Linked DNA regions of Zea mays: regions 2 and 3 are each linked to region 1. Evidence: chromatin contacts called from public Hi-C data. All regions are on one chromosome and are shown on one strand. The core of a region is the stretch at or near the end of the contact, and the rest is flanking DNA. Distances in the headings are between cores, read along the strand shown.

Region 1 (3,779 bases), core at 452-2,951:
GTATGTTGGTCACCCTGACGACCACCCATCGATTTCCCGTGACAACAGTAACAATGTTATTGCATGTTTTAGGAATAACAATTCTTATTATATTTTATATGGTATGATGGGGTAATACCTTGTCGTCGAGCTCGGTACCAAAATCTAAGAAGTTGAGCAGCGCTAAGATCCACGACACCGGATATTGTCTACGTGCTCAGAGTGCCACCAAGATCGAATTAGGTTATGGTCGGCGTATAGAACACTGTTTTGCACTATAGAGATGGAATTAGGCTATGGCTAATTAGCTAGTAGTGCTATGCATGAGGGTAGAGTTTGAAATAGTAAGAGATACTGGAGATAACCTTTGTACAACTACAAATACTTAGTTTTTAAAAAAAAACAAAAAAAACAGCGAACAAAAACCTAGATCAACTGTCAAAAAAGAAAAACCAAGCTCGGTATCGCCCAATACAGAAGGCGGCGACGCCACAAATTTTCTAGTATAGTAGGGTTTGGACTATACAATTCTCGTGTCTCGCCCAAGGTTTACAAAACCGGTAGAAACCGGCGGTAAACCGGTCGGTTTACCGAAACCGCTGGGGTGCGGTTTCGGTAAACCACCGGTTTTTCTTTCAAAATTCATTCTAAATTCAAAAATTTGAAAAAATTCATAAAACCCGAAAACCGTTATTTGAGATCGGTAAACCGCCAATTTTTGCCGAAAATCGGATTTAATACCAAAACTGAGTATTTAGTGGTCAATTTAGGTATATTAGTGTTGTTTACTGTTATATGTTATATGTAAAGATGTTATATGTTATATGTGAAGATAAACCAATAGCTCAAGTCCAGTTTAGACATTTAGTGGTCAATTTCGATTTCATTTCCTGATCAAGATGGAATCCATAAATCAAGTAGTTTCAGTTCTTCTAATAACTATCTATCTAGACAAGACTCAATCTAGAATCCTTAGTTCCAGTTCTTCTATATGTGTTCATAAGATTTGCTGATCAGGAGAAAAGTCTAACACTTGGTTAGGTGCACATGCAATACACAAACACCGAACACACATACCAATATGTTTTTTTTGCTTTGTGGATAAATATTTATTTACCGATCTTGTTTTCTCGCTATGTATCTCATATATTTTGTATAGACCTATCACTATCGCTAACGGATTAGAACAATATCACGATCCTTCCAACATGCCTGAGTACTATCATTATGACTCGAGATAAACATGTGAGTATTGTGAAATAAGTCAACCTGCGTGTCGTTGCCTCGTTGAAGAGATGTAAAAGAACTTGTATTTGAGTATTGCGAAGTTCACTGATTGTTTGTTGCATGAGAACTGGAGTTTGTGGTTGCATATGTATGTTATATGTTATTTTGGTAAACACATGTCGTGTGGATCAATTAATATTTACTGTGCAATGTGAATTGAGCAAACTACAAATAAATCTTGTCAAAATTTTCCATTTTTCTGTAAAAAACAGCAAAACCGATTTGTTTCGCGATTAACCGGCGGTTTAGAGCGGTTTTTCGCCGGTTTTTCACCGGTTTTTGCCGGTAAACCGGTTCAAATTCAAATTGATTTGAATTGATCAAACCGGTCGGTTTTTACCGGTTTTTACCGGTTTACCGTTGGTAAACCGTTACCGGTGGGGGGCGGTTTTTACATCCAGAACGGTTTTGTAAACCGTGGTCTCGCCCTCCCCCGACGCGCCGTCTAGGGTTTCACAGCCGCACCCCGATCCACTAGAGCTATGGAGTTCGACGAATACGAGTACCTGGAGAAGGCGGTGGAGCCGGCTCCCCCGCCGGCCAATGGTTCCGGCTCCGGCGAGAAGGACCGCGGCTCGCGTCGCCGCGAGGGCGACGAGGGCCGCATATCGAAGCGCTCCCGCTCGGGGGAGGACCGCGAGCGGGGCCGGCACCGCAGCGTTCGGGAACACCGGGATCGGGATAAGGATGACGGGAAGGAGAAGGAGAGGAGCCGCGATAGCCGCGGGAAGGACAGAGACAGGGAAGGGAGAGAACGGGAGAAGGAGAGGGGGGACAGGCACCGGCCCAGAGAGAGGGAGGTGGAACGGGAGCGGAGGAGCCTGAGCCGTTCGGAGCGGCGCCGTATCGAGGAAGAGGAGATGGTGAGGGAGCTGGAGATGGAGCGCGAGCGCAGCGAGCGACACCACTATCGCGACCGTGACGTCAGGTACAGATACGTGATCTCTCATGTATAGTGCCATTGAGACAGGTCTGATGCAATTCAAATTAATGGCCTTGTTACGAGCCCGTTGGATTGTCAATTGGTAAAGGCCTGTGATGTGATTCGTTGAGGCTAAGTTTCTAGTTCCAAACCCTGTATAGGGTCGGTTAGCTAAGCCAACATTTTATCATCTTGGAGTTTGTTCTTGTAAGCATACGTACAAGCTCTAAGTCTTCAAGAGAGTAAAGCTGGGGGTTGGATTTCCTTGATCGAGTGAGCATGATTATCTGTTGCTGTAGAAAATTTGTACTCCATCCGTTTCAAATTACAAGACGTTTTGGTTTTTCTAGGTACATCATTTTAACTATGTATCTAAACATAGTGTATAACTGTATATCTAAGTGCATAACAAAATATATGTATCTATAAAAGCCAAAACACCTTATAATTTGGAATAGGGGGAGTAACTGTCTGTTGTAATGTGCAACTTATATGCATGGTAGCTTTATGACTTCCTTTTGGCACATACATGTCAAACATAGTGAGTTTGGATTAGTATCAATCACCAGTGCTTATAGGGCTGCTAACATATGACTTTAGTTTACTGTTATATCATCATCTAGGGTTGTTATGTTTAAATATTGAATAGTAATATGGGAACTAACAAATATGATATGCTAGAGCCGATTCCAGATGACATCTGCATTTGGGCCTGACTAAAGATATCAAGTCACCATTCTTTTTTAATCCTTGTGGAGTACTTGCAAGTTAACAACATGGATTGGGCTGGCACAGTGGTGGACTTGCATTGGGCTGGCACAGTTGGCTGCTTGGACACGTTTGGTTATTTGTGCTTATCACTTATCAGGGATGAATATATTAATAATGATCATATAATAATAGTCACAATTCTATTTTTTACTGCTTCATGCATTGCTTACACTTCGTTGATAAATATGTTCCCTTTTCTCGTTGTGAAGGCGTAGGAAAGATGACGGGGCAGAGCCAGAAGTTGATCCAGAAAGGGACCAGAGGACTGTATTTGCTTTCCAGGTTGATTTTTTAATGAAGTGCTCTACTCTACTAGTTTATACACTGACCCATTAAACTAATGTTAGTAAGCATGACTGCAGCTATCTCTGAAGGCAGACGAAAGAGATGTTTATGAGTTCTTCTCAAGGGCTGGGAAGGTAAGAGCATACTTGCCATATACTGTTTCCAGGATATTGTTTTTTTTTGTTATTAGTTAAGCAAATTGTCAGCATTTGATTCTCTAGGGATTTGTTTGCTGTGTCCCCCACTAAGTAAAACATATGATGTCACACATTGGCGTCTTTAGTGAAATGGATTTTTTTAACTGACCTCCACATATAAGACAAATTTATATCATTTTAACTGTAAGAGCATATTTAAGAATGTTTCATGTTTACCATCTCACATGTATTTACTTCTGTGAAACGATCATAACATTCCTCATATTGAAAATTGGGATTTTGATGATCTGATAGCTAATTTCTAATGTTTATGTTAACTTTTTCCAGGTTCGTGATGTTCGTCTTATCATGGACCGAAACTCAAGACGTTCTAAAGG
Region 2 (3,779 bases), core at 589-3,088, 220 kb after region 1:
CTGCGTGGGATTGACCTGGAGCACCAAGTTGTTGACATATTTTTAAGGTATCCAACGTAAAAACCCATGTTACAACGCAGCTGGACGGTGGATCGGACAACGTATTGTTATACTCAAGGACGAAGCCAGAATTATAGCATAGGAGAGGACAAGCAATTCATTAAATACTATAAAGTAAAAAAATATTGAAGAATATATACACATGTTTATACTAATTTGCGTAAGCATAGATAATAAATTAATAAAAAAGACTTGCACCATATAATTGTATATTAATTAACTCCAATAGAGATTAAAATAATTTGCCTCTACGATGATCGGCCAAATTAAAAGCTTCGATTATATGATGACAGCTTATCATAGTCGTTATTTCTATATCAATATAGATGATCAAGTCATTTCACATAAAATCATCTCCCGTTTTATTTCGTAGATGTGTTTTGATAAATTTTGTAGCTAAAAGGCTCTCTCAGTGGTTGTAGTTAAGACCGGAAGGGTGACTATTATTCTTAATAATCTGTAAACCATTTGTTACATGGAACTTTTACACAATTTGACAAGGCTTTCTATCAAATCAGCAAGTAATCATAATGTATTTGGTTCTAGATGGTTGTATACTCAAGGTAAAGCAAATTGGTCACACACACAACTATCTGATGACAAATTTGGATTGAAATTTATCGATTTTATTACAAGCGATGAATTTGATACTTCATAATTACAATAAATTTTTATTTGGATAGAGAAATTTATTTTGACGAAAAAAACTATGTTTAAATATTATATGTGTACGGAAGGATCAGGGAGAGCCAAGGCCCCTGCCCGCCCCCCCTTGGCTCTGCTCCTGATTATGTTGGCATCGATGATAATTAGTAATTATTTATCTGCAAGGCATGTAACCCACCATCACAACACATGGTCATCCGCCCATCGCGACGGTGCGAGAAAACAATGCACTTTTAACGTCCATATACAAATAAGCTCTTATCGTCAAAAGTATATTATTTTTACTGGTAAGGGTTATTTTCGACAGAGGTGACTTGTCAAAAGTTTATAACCGAAAGTATAAGTTATTTTCGGTGGCTAGAAAGCGGACACCAAAAGTAATTCTGTAAAAAATTATTTCCAGTGACCACTTTATAATCACCGAAAATAGTTTCGTTATGTTCGACTGTTGCGTTTGGCCGCTAAAAATAAAGACGTGTTATTTTGCGCGGACAACCGAAAATACATGCCTTTATTTTCGGTGGCTAAAGCCAGACAATCAAACTCCCTACTCATCTTACAAATATTCTCCCACATCATCAACTGACCACCTTGCAACCATATTCTGAAAGCCAAAAGATAATTAGCTCCTTTTACTTTGATTGCCATAATCTCTTTTATCTTCGCAAATGTCATAGAGGAGGTCAGGAGCAAATGACACACAAAGGCTGGATATTAATCCAACGATCGATCTTCCCAAGACCTGGTCTTATCTCCGGATTTAAAAACCACCGTACCTGCCGGCCTCCCCCTCATATAAAACTACTGCTTGATTTTCAAGAGACCATGCCAAACAGACGAATCTCCTGCACTATGATGCGTATCTGTGTATAATTTTCGTCCCACGCGGGCGGACCAGACAGGCAGCAAGGCAGCACGCGAGCCATCGGCCGGCCCTGTCCTTTCATTACTACTACAACCTACAAGCAGCAACGTTGGCTGCTGAGCGCCTCAGCCAACGACGACCAAAAAGGTTGTCAAGTTTTTCCGCCCACGTGCCTGGACGAGTAGTAGCTAGTTTCTGCACACGTGCTGCTGTGCTGTGCCTTCGCCGTGGACCTCTCAATAGCGACGGGTACGGCCTTGCTCGCGTCTGCTTATGCTGCGGTCGTTGGTGCAACTTGTTACGGAGTACTTGTCAGCAGCGCTGATGCGTGGCATCAACGACAAGCCGGCAAGCAAGAATGGCAGCTACTGAAGCGGAGGTCACGGAAGACGGAATGGTTGTGCTTTGTGCCCGTCGAAATCGACCCAACCGCTGCCACCGCAGTTGGTGTGGGCGTCCAAATGGTTCCTACACCGAAGCAACGACTGTCAAGATACAAAATTTAAAGAACGAATAATCTCTAGCTAGAGAGAATAACCTCTCGGTTTTGTGGCAATTGATGATGGACCTATCGCAGTCGAGGGATCGACTAGCGCGGCCAAGGGCTCGACTGGAATAGGCGAGGGCTGGGTCGGCGTAGCTAAGGGCTTGGCAGATGTACTTGTGTTAAGACACAACTCCATTGCTCCAAATCACGAAGTGCTTGAAAATCAGTTGGTGAAAAGCATAGATACTTTGCAAAGTATTTAAGTTAGTTAGACCGCTACTGCGCTTGCTCTAGGTTTGTTCCTAGTTGTGAGTATGGTTTGACAACCCACAAACCCCTCGACTATTGTGCTTGCTCTCTAGGTTTGTTCCTAATATTGTACTGAGTTTATGGTGTGACCGCCACCGTCTATCATGACAATATTGATTCAACCCCCTAAGCGCATGTAGTCCTTCCAATACTGATTCAATTCAAGAGTTAAATCAACCCGAGTTACTAAACTCAGGCAAATTTGACTTGAAGGCTACTGTAAAGAATATATATCAGGGGTACCCCGAAAACACATCAATGTGCAAGGCCTAGTCGATTGAGCCTGAGCACTTGGCCTTGTTATCCAGGGACTGGGTCCACATGACAGAAACATACTAGGATCGTCCGAGAAAGATGGAGGCACAAGATCTTATCATATCAGTAGAAAACCTACATGTAAAGATAGAACTGAGAGTCCTAGTTAGATTCGATTAAAATGGTATGCATCATGTTTCGTATCTTATATGTAACCTAATCAGGTATGACACTAGATAACCTTTATGTAAATGCCCCCTCGTTGGACTATAAAAGGAGGGACGAGACACCCCAAGAGGTCAGATCATCAAATCATAAGTGATAGCCACAAACGAGACGTGGGGTATTATCTCGAATCGAGAACTTGAGTGTATCTAAATCTTCACGTCGCCTTTGCATTTACGTTCAATTCTCGATCTTGTGATCCACCTAGAAGGTGGTAAACTGGTTATGACTCTAAATTTTACACTATAAAATTTAAGGATTGGAATCTATTAGTATCAAGCTCAATTTCTATTGATTTTTGAACTAAATTTAATTAAGGGCTCAAACAATTTATAAAGAAATATTTAGATCGTGATCCATTACCACCCTAGATCTACACAAATTTACGACTGGTTATTCCTCCACAAATAAACCTTTTAAGGAAGTAGTCTCTCTCGAAGAGACTAGACATGTTTGGCTTCGCTTCCCACCACACTTAGATTCTAGAAAATGCAAAGGTTCTCGTGATTATTAGATTCTCTTATCAGTTCAACAGGTGAACTACCGATTCAGTCAAAAACGAAAATAATCTAGACATTATTGTTATCTTCATCCATAAGCGAAACAAACACACCCTTGTCCTACCAATTTCCTAAAAAAGGGGGGAATTATCTGTAGCACACTGACAAAAAAGTGGTTTCAACTGTGGGACACTAAAAATGACACTATTTATTAGAAACACACTAAGAAACACTAGTCATTATCAACGGGCGCACCATACCGATTAAAATTTCCATTTGTGTTATTTCCAGTGTTCCACAGCCGAATTCACTCTTTGTCAACGTGCCACAGATAATTTTCCCTTTATAAAAATAGAGATTTTCTAGACCAATTCAGCCATTGAATGTGCTTACTGATTTTTGCTCAATAAGA
Region 3 (3,779 bases), core at 630-3,129, 180 kb before region 1:
ACGACTCTAATTGGATTTGGTTTATGATGCAATTGAAGATAGCTATTGGTACACCACATGGATTGACAATCCACACCGATGCTTGCAAAGGTTTGGCAAATGCAGTCCTCAGGGTCTTCCAAGGTGCAGCTGAGCATAGAGAGTGTTTTAGACACCTCATGAAGAATTTCAGAAAAAAGTACCAGGGTGATGTGTTAAAGTACATGTGGCCTTGTGCTTGGGCATGCACACCTCGTAGGCACCAGGTCTTATGGGAAAAAATTAGAGAAAGTAGTCCTGAAGCTATTGTGTACTTAGAAACGAACCATAAACAGATATGGTCACGAGCTAAGTTCAGTGCAGATTGCATGGTTGATTATGTGAATAACAACATATCGGAGTGCTTTAACAACTGGATTAAGGACTACAAAAGCTTTCTGGTGGATATTCTCATGGATGCTATAAGGGGCAAGATCATGGAAAAGATAGCAACAAGGCAAAAGGTAGCTGCAAGGCTAACCGGACGAGTACTTCCTAGTGTTATCAATGAGCTGAACATTAAGAGCAGATCCTTGAAATATACAATCACAGGAAGTGGTGGTCTTAAGGCCGAAGTATCTGGATTAACTAGGGACAACACACCTTGGAGACATGGAGTGGATCTTGACAAGAAAACATGCTCATGTGGCCAATGGAAGATTTCAGGCAAGCCTTGCACCCATGTTATAGCTTTCATAACTTCACGAAGACAAGTTAGAATTGAAGACTATGTCCATGAGTACTACTCAGTTGAACGTTTCAAAGCTACTTATTAGTTTGATATTAACCCGATGGTTGATAAGGCTCAGTGGCCCGTGGTTGATCCTGGGTTTGTGATGGTTCCTCCGAAGTTAGAGAGGCCTGCGGGTAGGCCGAGAGTACGTCGAATCAGAAGTAGTGGTGAGGCTGGGAAAAGAGGCCCTTACCAATGCAAGAGATGCTTTCAGTTTGGTCATATTGAAAAGACTTGTCGTGAGCCCCCTGCTGAATTGGGGGATGAGCTCCCATCACCGCCTAAAACACAGTAAAATGTCAAGCTTTACTGCTGCATTCAGTTTATTTTTTTGTTGTTTTCCCTTTGGTTAAACAATTGTCTTCTTGTAGAAAGAGAAACGGTGATGCTGTCCCGCACACACCAAAAAGGTCCAACACGGCAAAAACAACTGCATCAACTCCTCCTTCGACAGGTCCAATAACAAGAAGCATGGCAGCTTCACCTTCTACTTCTACAGGTGAAGGTCCTGTCACTAGAGGAATGACAAACATATCACCTGGGGGCATTGCAAGAAGAGTTATCATTAGTTAGTAGCTGTAATGGAGATGGCTGACTTGATGTTATGCTGAAATGGAGAAGGCTGACTTGATGCTAAAAACCTACTCTTATGTTTAGTGCTAAAAACCTTCTGTTGTGTTCATGACATATGTGCTGTTATTCTCCTTAAATCAGCTATGTTCACTCATGTGGCTGTTGTGTTAGATGTGCTGTTGTCATGTCTTTTTCAATCTTATTGCTGCTTACAGTACGTGAGAAAGGCAAGTAAGAATGGGGGTATTTTTGTCTCAGTTAACAGCTCTGAGATGCGTGCTGCTACTGCACCAGGCGATGCTTGAGCTGTTGCTGCTGATCGAGTGAACAGTCGTGCAGTGCAGGCGATCATCCAAAATAGGGCTGTCGGTCAGAAAACTGGAAAGGGGTCAGGGATGCAAGCGTAGTGTTGCAGTATGGAACGGAAGGACCTTTTTGGTGTTATTTCCTGTAACGGCAAAATTTTGGTGGTATTTTCCGAATATGACGAACTTTCAATGCTAAAGAAATAATTTTCCCTTTTTTTAAAAGGTAGAAGATCACAAGTAAGATCCACAATCTTGTTTGTTGTTATTGTTAGTTTTTAGAAAAACAAGTTCATTTTACCTTCCTCAATATCATGAAAGCCCAGGTCATCCAATTTTAAGAGCGGAGAGAAAAAAATATTTTGTGATAGTTAGAAAGGTAAAGTTAATTTTTTAGTTAGTTTTTTTTCTGAGAGAAACCCCCTTTGTTGTTGAGCGGCGGGGCTAGCCGTTTATACCTGGCAACCACTACACGACGAGGGCAATGAGGCGAACGGCGGCGTTGCTATCGGCCCACTGCGGCCGCAGCATCCCGTTGGCGCTCGCCGACGTGCTCGTCTGCCCACTCTCTAAGCAGCCTCTTAGGTGGGGAATCCGAGATTAATTGGCTTCCGTCTCCTCTTTCGGCTCAGTTACTGCCCTCGTATCCATACTGCTTTCTTAACCGTGTGCCGCATCTTGCTGTGCAGGTACTGCGAGGTCAACGGGTCTTTGGTCAGCGACTCCGCTGGGGTGGCCTTTCCAGTGAGTCCCGATCGCTCCTGTGCTCATGTCGTGTGATGCCCATGTGTTGTGTGCCAGAATTCCAACTATTTCGTGTGTCAGCCACCTGTTTGTTGTATTGACTCAGTGGGAAAAAAGGGCGTTCAACTGTTCTAATAGAGGCAAAATCTTCAAGTACAGACGTAGATTTCCGACAGCCCAAACGTTCAAACTTCAAACAAACGAGCGTTTTGGAATCTGTATCCTGTGCTGCCTTACATGTGTAGGTAGGCCTCTACAGGATCTGGTCTTGCCTAGTTTTAAGGCAGTTTCAGAACAAATTCAGATTGGAGTTTAATGCTTATATGAATAATCATTTTATAACCAACCAGATTGTACCACGACCTTAAGTAGATTTACAGGTAAGTGTTGTGGTTGGAACAGACTAAGGGGGTGTTTGAATGCATTTAAGCTAATAGTTAGTTAGCTAAAAAATTGCTAGTGGAATTAGCTAGCTAACTATTATCTAATTTGCTAAAAGTAGCTAATAGCTGAAATATTAGCTAGACTGTTTGAATGTCTTCAACTAATTTTAGCAGCTAATTATTAGCTCCAGTGCATTCAAACACCCCCCTAAGTACTAGATAAGGGGGAGGGAATGATCAAAGTGACAAAGTGCACACCTAATGCCTTATTATGACCAAACCAACTGATTTGATAGGGAAAAGGGGAAACTGATAAATGATTTGCATTGGCTTTTGGTTGCACAGACGGAAAGTGTTGAACCTATGCAACTGCAGGGATCAAAATATATCATTTTGTTTTATTTGTTTGTCGTTGCAATGACTGTTTAGCTATTCAGCTCAACACCCACACCCTCTTTGTGAGCATTTGCTCATATACCTGGGGATTTTATTTATCATTATCGCTAACCATTGCCTCTTTTAGATTGGAGAATTTTTTTAAGAAAAATGGAAGATTTCATTTTGTATAAGATTAAGAACAGTTTCCTTTGGAACTGAGGATTGGACCCTAGGAAAACTTAAGGAAAATTTCCTATGCTACTCATTTCAAGGGAAGACCATAGAAAAGAAACATCTACCTGAAGTCCTGAGCCTCATTTCCCCCATCCCTTCGCGTAGGATTGAGGCAAATGTGCCTCGTTGCCTTTAATGCAAAGCTCTATCCTGTGTTCTATCTGAATGGTTTACCCCTTTAGTTTTCATGTGTTTCTCAATCAATCTTAGGTTTCGTTTCTCCTCTTCCTGTGTTTGATCTTTTCTGCGTTCCCTTATTGTGCGGTGATGTGGCTGCAGGTACTTGATGGGATTCCTTCTCTTGTACCAAAAGATGGAAAGTTACTCGACGACCAAGAAGTGAAATCAGAACAAGAGTCCAGCACTAGGGATTCTTCTGGTTGAATCCTTGTCTATGCAACATCTAATTGA

What was found. Hi-C and Micro-C count contacts between places; a contact is called where the count stands out from the background.
Region 2: a contact with region 1 is called in a Hi-C map of root tip, with 4 times the contacts expected there. The contact joins the enhancer-like site here to the promoter of LOC100383130 in region 1. A contact is called at or near these places in 4 of 25 Hi-C or Micro-C datasets (ear, leaf, root tip and 1 more).
Region 3: a contact with region 1 is called in a Hi-C map of tassel, with 1.6 times the contacts expected there. The contact joins the promoter of LOC100279045 here to the promoter of LOC100383130 in region 1. A contact is called at or near these places in 2 of 25 Hi-C or Micro-C datasets (ear and tassel).

The regions. Positions count from the first base shown.
Region 1 is chr5:34,103,868-34,107,646 of Zm-B73-REFERENCE-NAM-5.0, reverse strand. It overlaps LOC100383130 (Splicing factor CC1-like), which reads left to right and starts at 1,701. Exons shown (of 13, transcript NM_001361947.1): 1 at 1,701-2,194; 2 at 3,169-3,241; 3 at 3,322-3,378; 4 at 3,730-3,779. The coding sequence starts at 1,749.
Region 2 is chr5:33,879,485-33,883,263 of Zm-B73-REFERENCE-NAM-5.0, reverse strand. No RefSeq gene overlaps it. Among protein-coding and RNA genes, the nearest start is that of LOC100273457, 15 kb to the left of the region's middle. Within about 2 kb of position 1,838, at least 9 of the 20 cell types and tissues checked have an H3K27ac peak or open chromatin away from gene starts, as enhancers often do. A contact at or near this core is called in leaf and root tip, where this site is marked.
Region 3 is chr5:34,283,019-34,286,797 of Zm-B73-REFERENCE-NAM-5.0, reverse strand. It overlaps LOC100279045 (UPF0434 protein Daci_3569), which reads left to right and starts at 1,879. Exons shown (of 3, transcript XM_008646604.1): 1 at 1,879-2,214; 2 at 2,319-2,373; 3 at 3,648-3,779. The coding sequence starts at 2,114. The coding sequence ends at 3,752.